Linked DNA regions of Mus musculus: region 1 is linked to region 2. Evidence: chromatin contacts called from public HiChIP or PLAC-seq data. All regions are on one chromosome and are shown on one strand. The core of a region is the stretch at or near the end of the contact, and the rest is flanking DNA. Distances in the headings are between cores, read along the strand shown. Region 1 overlaps Rap1b (RAS related protein 1b). Region 2 has its middle 15 kb from the start of Slc35e3.

Evidence for each region. HiChIP or PLAC-seq counts read pairs in DNA pulled down with a chosen protein or histone mark.
Region 1: an H3K4me3 HiChIP or PLAC-seq map of intestinal villus epithelium shows a contact between it and region 2, with 6 read pairs. The contact joins two enhancer-like sites. A contact is called at or near these places in 5 of 484 Hi-C or Micro-C datasets (3T3-L1-derived adipocytes, the Ba/F3 cell line, the HPC-7 cell line and 2 more), 3 of 115 datasets of contacts at active chromatin or transcription factors (embryonic stem cells, intestinal villus epithelium and microglia) and 3 of 9 other capture datasets (adipose tissue, liver and pancreatic islet).

Annotation. Positions count from the first base shown.
Region 1 is chr10:117,822,884-117,826,216 of GRCm38.p6, reverse strand. It overlaps Rap1b (RAS related protein 1b), which reads left to right. Exons shown (of 8, transcript NM_024457.2): 2 at 1,543-1,623. The coding sequence starts at 1,567. Among named protein-coding and RNA genes, the nearest start is that of Rap1b, 21 kb to the left of the region's middle. Within about 2 kb of position 1,371, at least 16 of the 459 cell types and tissues checked have an H3K27ac peak or open chromatin away from gene starts, as enhancers often do. A contact at or near this core is called in intestinal villus epithelium, where this site is marked.
Region 2 is chr10:117,729,883-117,733,113 of GRCm38.p6, reverse strand. No RefSeq gene overlaps it. Among named protein-coding and RNA genes, the nearest start is that of Slc35e3, 15 kb to the left of the region's middle. Within about 2 kb of position 1,678, at least 60 of the 459 cell types and tissues checked have an H3K27ac peak or open chromatin away from gene starts, as enhancers often do. A contact at or near this core is called in intestinal villus epithelium, where this site is marked.

The sequences.
Region 1 (3,333 bases), core at 122-2,621, 93 kb before region 2:
GAAACTTAAAGATTGGCAAACTTGCAGAGGCAGGAGTAAGTTATCATGGACTGCAGAATGGAAGAACTGTAGAGCTGGGATCTTACAGTGTGGCTCAGGTTAGCCTCAAGCCTGTGTCTTAAGAGTTCTGAGATTGTAGGGATGCGCCATCGTGCCTGGATGCTGTGTTTCCAGTTCTACATGTCACAGTCATTTTTCTAGAACATTGTCCCAGGGAACAGGGATTTTCCTCTATTCGTTGAGTATATGCCTGTTCTCAGCTACTTACAGTTGATAGTTGTATGTGGTTCAGGTTGTTTACTGTTGTCTTAAGATGGTTTGAGAAAAGAGGGGTAGGTATGTCATGTTAGCTTGTAAGTCGTAAAAAGCTCTTAGTGATGTTTCTCAGCCACCACCCCAACCCTCTTTTTTTCTTCTCCTTTTCCCTTGGATATTCTAATTGAAATTATTATTAATGCTTGCTTCTAGATTCTTGGGTCTTAATTAGTAAATTGAAGGAAGTGCACATAGATTGCATACTAACAAGGGAAAAGCAGAGCAATAGTACATGTCAGGTGTGCTGCAGAGACATGAGTAGGCTTTCAATTAGGAGGACCCAGGGCTCCAGGTCGTTGTCCCGGGCCTTGCTTTATGGGCTCTTGGCAGGAGAGGAGGCGTTTGACTGCAAAGGGAATATGAGGCTGTGGGGTGGGGTCTCTGTTTTGCTTGGCTGGTTTTGCTCACTGCCTTTCTCGTGATGCATCCAGTTTTAATCATATACAATGCCCAGCTATGGGTAAACATAAGATGGTACTTAGGAATTCTCTAAAAGTTCACTGAGCACAGTTTGCCTTACTGCACAATGTCCCAAAACTAGTTCAGGGCAGATCTGCCCTCTCATGCTATTCCTAATGTATCTAGGATTATTCTCTGTCCATGACACAGGGCTTCTTGAGACTTGCTAGGGGAGATTTAAAAACATACCCTGTTGTTTGTGGTGGAGCGTGCTTGTAGTTGGATGCAAGTTGTGGGTCTTTGGATGCTCACAGTTGGGGGCGAGGGGAGTCTTAGAACTCCCTGTGGCTAGTGCCTGCTCTGGTGCAGGTCAAGAAGGGTATATGGGTCGCCTAAACAGAGTGGTGTCACATGCCCATAAGCTATTTACTATACTTCTCTGCCCCAAAAAGAGGGAACTAAAAAGTATTGTCTGTAACTCTTTGTATCTTCCCTCATTATTATTATGCATGTGTGTGACATGCATGTGTGAGTACATGTACCATGTGCATCATCACATGTGGGACTATCAGGATAGCTTTGTGGACTTGGCTGTTGCCTTCCACCTCTACATGGATTGATTATCAGACTCGAGTTGCCAAGGCGTTGACAGCAAGCACTATACCGAGACAGCACGCACTTTGAACCTAACTCTGTAGAAAACTTGCACAGTGCTCCCATGGGAATCTAGTCTAGTAATCATTTTATGTAAAGCTGTTAGTCTGGCTGTCTTATAAAGAGCACATAAATACCAAGACTTAAAGATTGTTTTCCTTCTTCTTTAACCAGGTACTAAGTGTGACAGTGTGCACCATGCGTGAATATAAGCTCGTCGTGCTTGGATCAGGAGGCGTTGGGAAGTCAGCCCTGGTAAGTCGTTCCTGCCCAGTGGAAGCTTTTCACTTCACTATGGTCTTTTCTACTGAGGTGGCTTTTGTTTTGTTCTCATATTTAGTAGTCAAATGGAAATCTTGACTTTAAATTCCTACTTCTGCCTTTACATAATTCTGGGAATGCTGGCTGAGGTTGCAGCTTTAAAGGCCACGTCCATTCCTATAGTGATGTGGATAGAACCAAGGGCTTCCCGCAGGGGGCAGAGCACTCCAGCCAAGCTACAGCTCAGCTTTTGTTGTTTATGGTTTTGTTTCCTGAGACAGTTTTTTCCGGGTACACTAGACTGGCCCTAACCACGTGACAGTCCTCACTTGTGCTGGAATTAGAGGTGTGTACACCACACCCAGCTCTTGTAAGATATGATTTTGGTTATTTGTCTTGGTCTGATTAAGGTAAGATCCCATAACTTGACAAGAAATATAAGATTTTTCTTGTAATTTTAGACAATTATTAGGTGTATCTGCATAGCATTTATGTTATATGAGAATTAAGTTTAAGCTTTCCAGAGAGTAGCGGCCTACACATGTGTGTATATTTGCATGTTAGTGCAATATAGAGAAATTGAGGGTTTTGTTTAAATTTGTAAGTGTGTGTGTGTGTGTGTGTGTGTGTGTGTGTGTGTGTGTGTGTATTTGCAATTAGTCTTTTTTCCAAGCCTTTCTCTATGTAGTTTTGTATTGTTTAATGGGCATCTTTTCCCTAGCAAGGGTTAGCTTTAGAAGAAACAGTTGGATGTGATGAGGGAGACAGACAGAGTTAGCTTAAGTAAATCAGAATTTAGCAAAGAACCACAAGAACACAGACCAAGAGAATGGTGGTGCACTCCTGCAAGCCCAGCACTTGAGGCCAAAGAGAGATCCAGAGTTAACGGCCAGCCTGAGCTACATGGGACTGTGTTTCAAAACAAACGTAGATTGACTTTCTCTTTACTGCCGATAAGATAAACCATCTTACTTGGTCTTTTTAAATGGCCACCTAATGCTGTGCATGGTGGTGCATGCCTTTAGTTCCAGCACTCAGGAGGCAGAAGAAGGTGGAGCTACGGGAGTTGAAGGCCACCTGGTCTCCAGAGTGAGGCCCTCGACAGCAAGGCCACACAGAGAAACCCTGTCTCAAAGACAGACAGACAAACAAACAGACCGCCTGTGTAGGATTTAACCACCCTTAAATCAGACTGAGAAGTGTATACAATATTCATTTGCTTTTTTGTTTGTATCTGCAGTAATGGGGAGATGTGTTGACTGTGTTTATGGGTTAAAATTACAGTGCCAACACTGCACAAATGCTCTTTGAGTCACTGTTGTACTCACTGTATAGATGTGTAGTAAGTGGTTGTTAACACTGTGTAGTTAACAGCGACAAACTTTATATGATCAGTGCACACGTGGTCTGGTTTGTCCTTATCCTGAATTATTTTTGATCCATAGTTGGTTATGGAACCCACAGATACAAATAGTTAACTGTAATTTAAAACTACAGATTTAAACTGAGCATAGTGGTGCAAGCACATAATCTAACACTTGGGTAGGAGAGGCCAGAGGGTCACTGCAAGCTCCAGGCCAGAGTGCTCTATGTATTGAGTTCCAGACTAGCCTGAGACACATGGTAAGACCCTGCCTCAAAAATAAAATTAAGAAAAGTTTACAGATTCAAATGTGTTCTTCTTTTTGGAATATAATGTTATTT
Region 2 (3,231 bases), core at 429-2,928:
TCGTCGGGGTGGAAAAGGACCACCCGCAAGTAAGTAGCCAGAAATGGCTGCAGAGCTGATAGCCGCTTTCTGCTCAGAGTCGGCTCCCAACAGGAGACTGGAGAGACTCTATTCCCAGCGCCCACATGACAGCCCACAAGCATCTATAACTCCAGTTCCAGGAGATGGATGGCCTTTCCTGGCTCCACGGGTACCTGTTATACAAGTGGTACACAGACAGACGTGCAGGCACAACAGCCATGCAGACCAGGCTGGCCTTGAACTCAGGGATCTCTGTCTCCTTAAAGGCTTGTGCCATCCAGCTTGGCCCTACACATAAAGTTTTAAAAATAGAAGCTAGGTGCAACTATGTGGAAACCCTTAAACCCAGTACTGTGTGGGATAGAGAGGCAGGAGGATTCCCCAGGGCTTGATGGGTCCAGCCCAGTTTCTGTGAGAGGTCTCTCCGGAACAAGGCTGCATGACAGAGGACACCTACTGGCTTCCTCTAATTCTGCATGCAGTGTATATATATACATACATGTCTAAATAAAACAGAAAGCATTAAGGTAATGGGAAGGAGTCAGGTGTGGCTGTACACGCCTTTAATCAACGCCCTCAGAGGCCAAGGAATGTGGATCTTTGAATTAGAAGCCCTCCTAATCTATATACAGAATTCTAGACCTACTCGGGGTTGCCTAGTGAGACTGCTGCTATCTGATGCTTGCAGGCCGCCTGGTCTGGGTTGGAAAGAGAAGACAGCCTATTTGTTGAGGGTCAGGTTAGTTATCTGCAGCCTTGGGCCTGCCTGTGTGCATCTGGATGGTGTGTGTGTGTGTTCTGTGCTATCTCAGTAGTAATGACAGTATAAAGAAACCATTCTCTGAATACCACCTTTCCTAAGCTTCAGTCTTTAACCTCTTAAGACTTGCTGTGTTGCTGGGCGTGGTGGCACACGCTTTTAATCCCAGCACTCAGGGAGGCAGAGGCAGGCGGATTTCTGAGTTCGAGGCCAGCCTGGTCTACAAAGTGAGTTCCAGGACAGCCAGGGCTACACAGAGAAACCCTGTCTCGAGAAACCAAAAAAAAAAAAAAAAAAAAAAGACTTGCTATGTTAAAATCACTAATACCTTAACATTTGTTTCAGAACAACCTTAGTCGCTGAAAGCACAGTAAATTCACTTGTTTTGAGACGGGCCTCCCGCAGCCAAGGCTGGCCTGGATATGTAACCGAGATTGATACACTCTTCCTGCCTTTACCTCCAGAGCACCTGGCTTATAGCTGGGAGGCACAACACCCAGCTAAATGTTTAACTTTTAAGGTTTCCCTTTTCCAACCTAATATTCTGTACCTAGCGTGCGCTCTCCGTTTCCTGTTTCTTCAGTTAGAAATCAGGTCTACATTCATTGCGGGGACAGGAGTGGGTGGGTCTTACCAGTCACCCTGGGAGACATAGAATCAGTCTGAGATCTTCTAGGACTCCCTGTGGCAATGGCGGGCCTCCTGATCTGTCTCTGGCTGGAGCTGAAGAGCCAAGCCAACCCCCACAGCCTGTACATCTTAGAGAATTATGGAGAGACTTGTTGACCACAACCATAAGAGTCAAAAGATAAAAGTTCATGCAGATAGTGTTTCCCTTGCACCTACGTCTCTACCACAAGCACGGCTGATTCTCGCAGAGGCCAGAAGAGGGCATTCCACACCCTGGAACTAGAGTTACAGAGGGCTTGGGAGCCACCATGTGGATCCTGGGGAAAGAACCAAGTCCTCTTCAAGAGCAGCAAGGGCTCTTAACTGCTGAGCCGTCTCCAGCCCTCAGAATATATAACAAAAATGTGGGAGGGAGAAAAAGAAAAAAGACTAACGTTGGGTTTTGTTTGAAACATTCATATTTGCTCGTGTCTACTCTAAAAGTTTAAGTGAGCCAGTTTCTCATTATTGCCTTGTAGTCAGGGCAGGTCCTGTGTCATCTCATCTGTGGAACTCGAGCAAAGTTGAAGATTCTTATATCATTTGATCCAAGGGACAGAGATGGTGAGATGGCTGGTTGTGCCTCATTCCAACTCTTTTGTTTGTTTGTTTTGGTTTTCAAGACAGGGTTTCTTTGTGTACCCTTGGTTGTCCTGGAACTCACTCTGTAGACCAGGCTGGCCTCGAACTCAGAAATCCACCTGCCTCTGTCTCTCAAGTGCTGGGATTAAAGGCGTGCGCCACCACCGGCCAGCTCATTCCAATTCTTAAACATCCCAGGCTGGCTGTGGATGTTCAGAATCACCGGAGTTTCGAGAAGAGCCTGGGCAGACCAGTGGCTGCTGAAGCAGCTACCAGGCTGCGGGCTGCCTGTTCCGGGTTGGGAAGGAGAGCCCCATTGAGTAAGGGTGCCTATAGCTGTCACTTGCAATTTTGGGCGCATCCCTGAGCAACTGGGTGTCGTGTTCGGTTTTCTTTGTTTTTAGTAATTTTAAAATTTTTTACATAAACATTTTAAAACATTTGATTGTGGATTTCTTTTTTTATATAAAGATTTATATATTTACTATTATATCTAAGTACACTGTAGCTATCTTCAGACACACCAGAAGAGGGCATCAGATCTCATTAAGGATGGTTGTGAGCCACCATGTGGTTCCTGGGACTTGAACTCAGGACCTTCGGAAGAGCAGTCGGTGCTCTTAACCACTGAGCCATCTCTCCAGCCTTGATTGTGAACTTCACACCATGCATCCCAACCCCACTCATCTCCCCATCCCTCCATATCTAACCCCTGCCCTTGCAATCTCCCCACCAAAAGGAAACAAAACATAGAAGATCTCACCGTGGAAGCTGCGGTGTGTCACAGTGTGTCACACGCTATACCTTTCTGTCCACACATCTTTACTTGCAGATGTTCATTGCCGTGAGTCACTGGTCTGTTTCTCCACCTCTGGCTTCTGCTTCGCTATCAATGCTGGATCCTTACTGGGGCTTCTCCCAGATATCCTGTTGTTGCTCTGTGACATGGAGGTCCTACTGCTTTGGATCTGCAGGTCCGGCCACTTCATGAGCCCCAGACGTTCATAGATGAGGTGGATGTTGGGTTGGGTCAACTCAAAGCCCTGATGATCTGGACCTGGGTGGTTACTGAGTTGGTCAGCCCACCAGCTCTCCCCTGCATATCAGACATTTACATTACAATTCATAACAGTTGCAAAATTACAGTTATGAAATAGCAATGAAAATAGTGTTATGGTTGGAGGTCACAGCATGAGGAA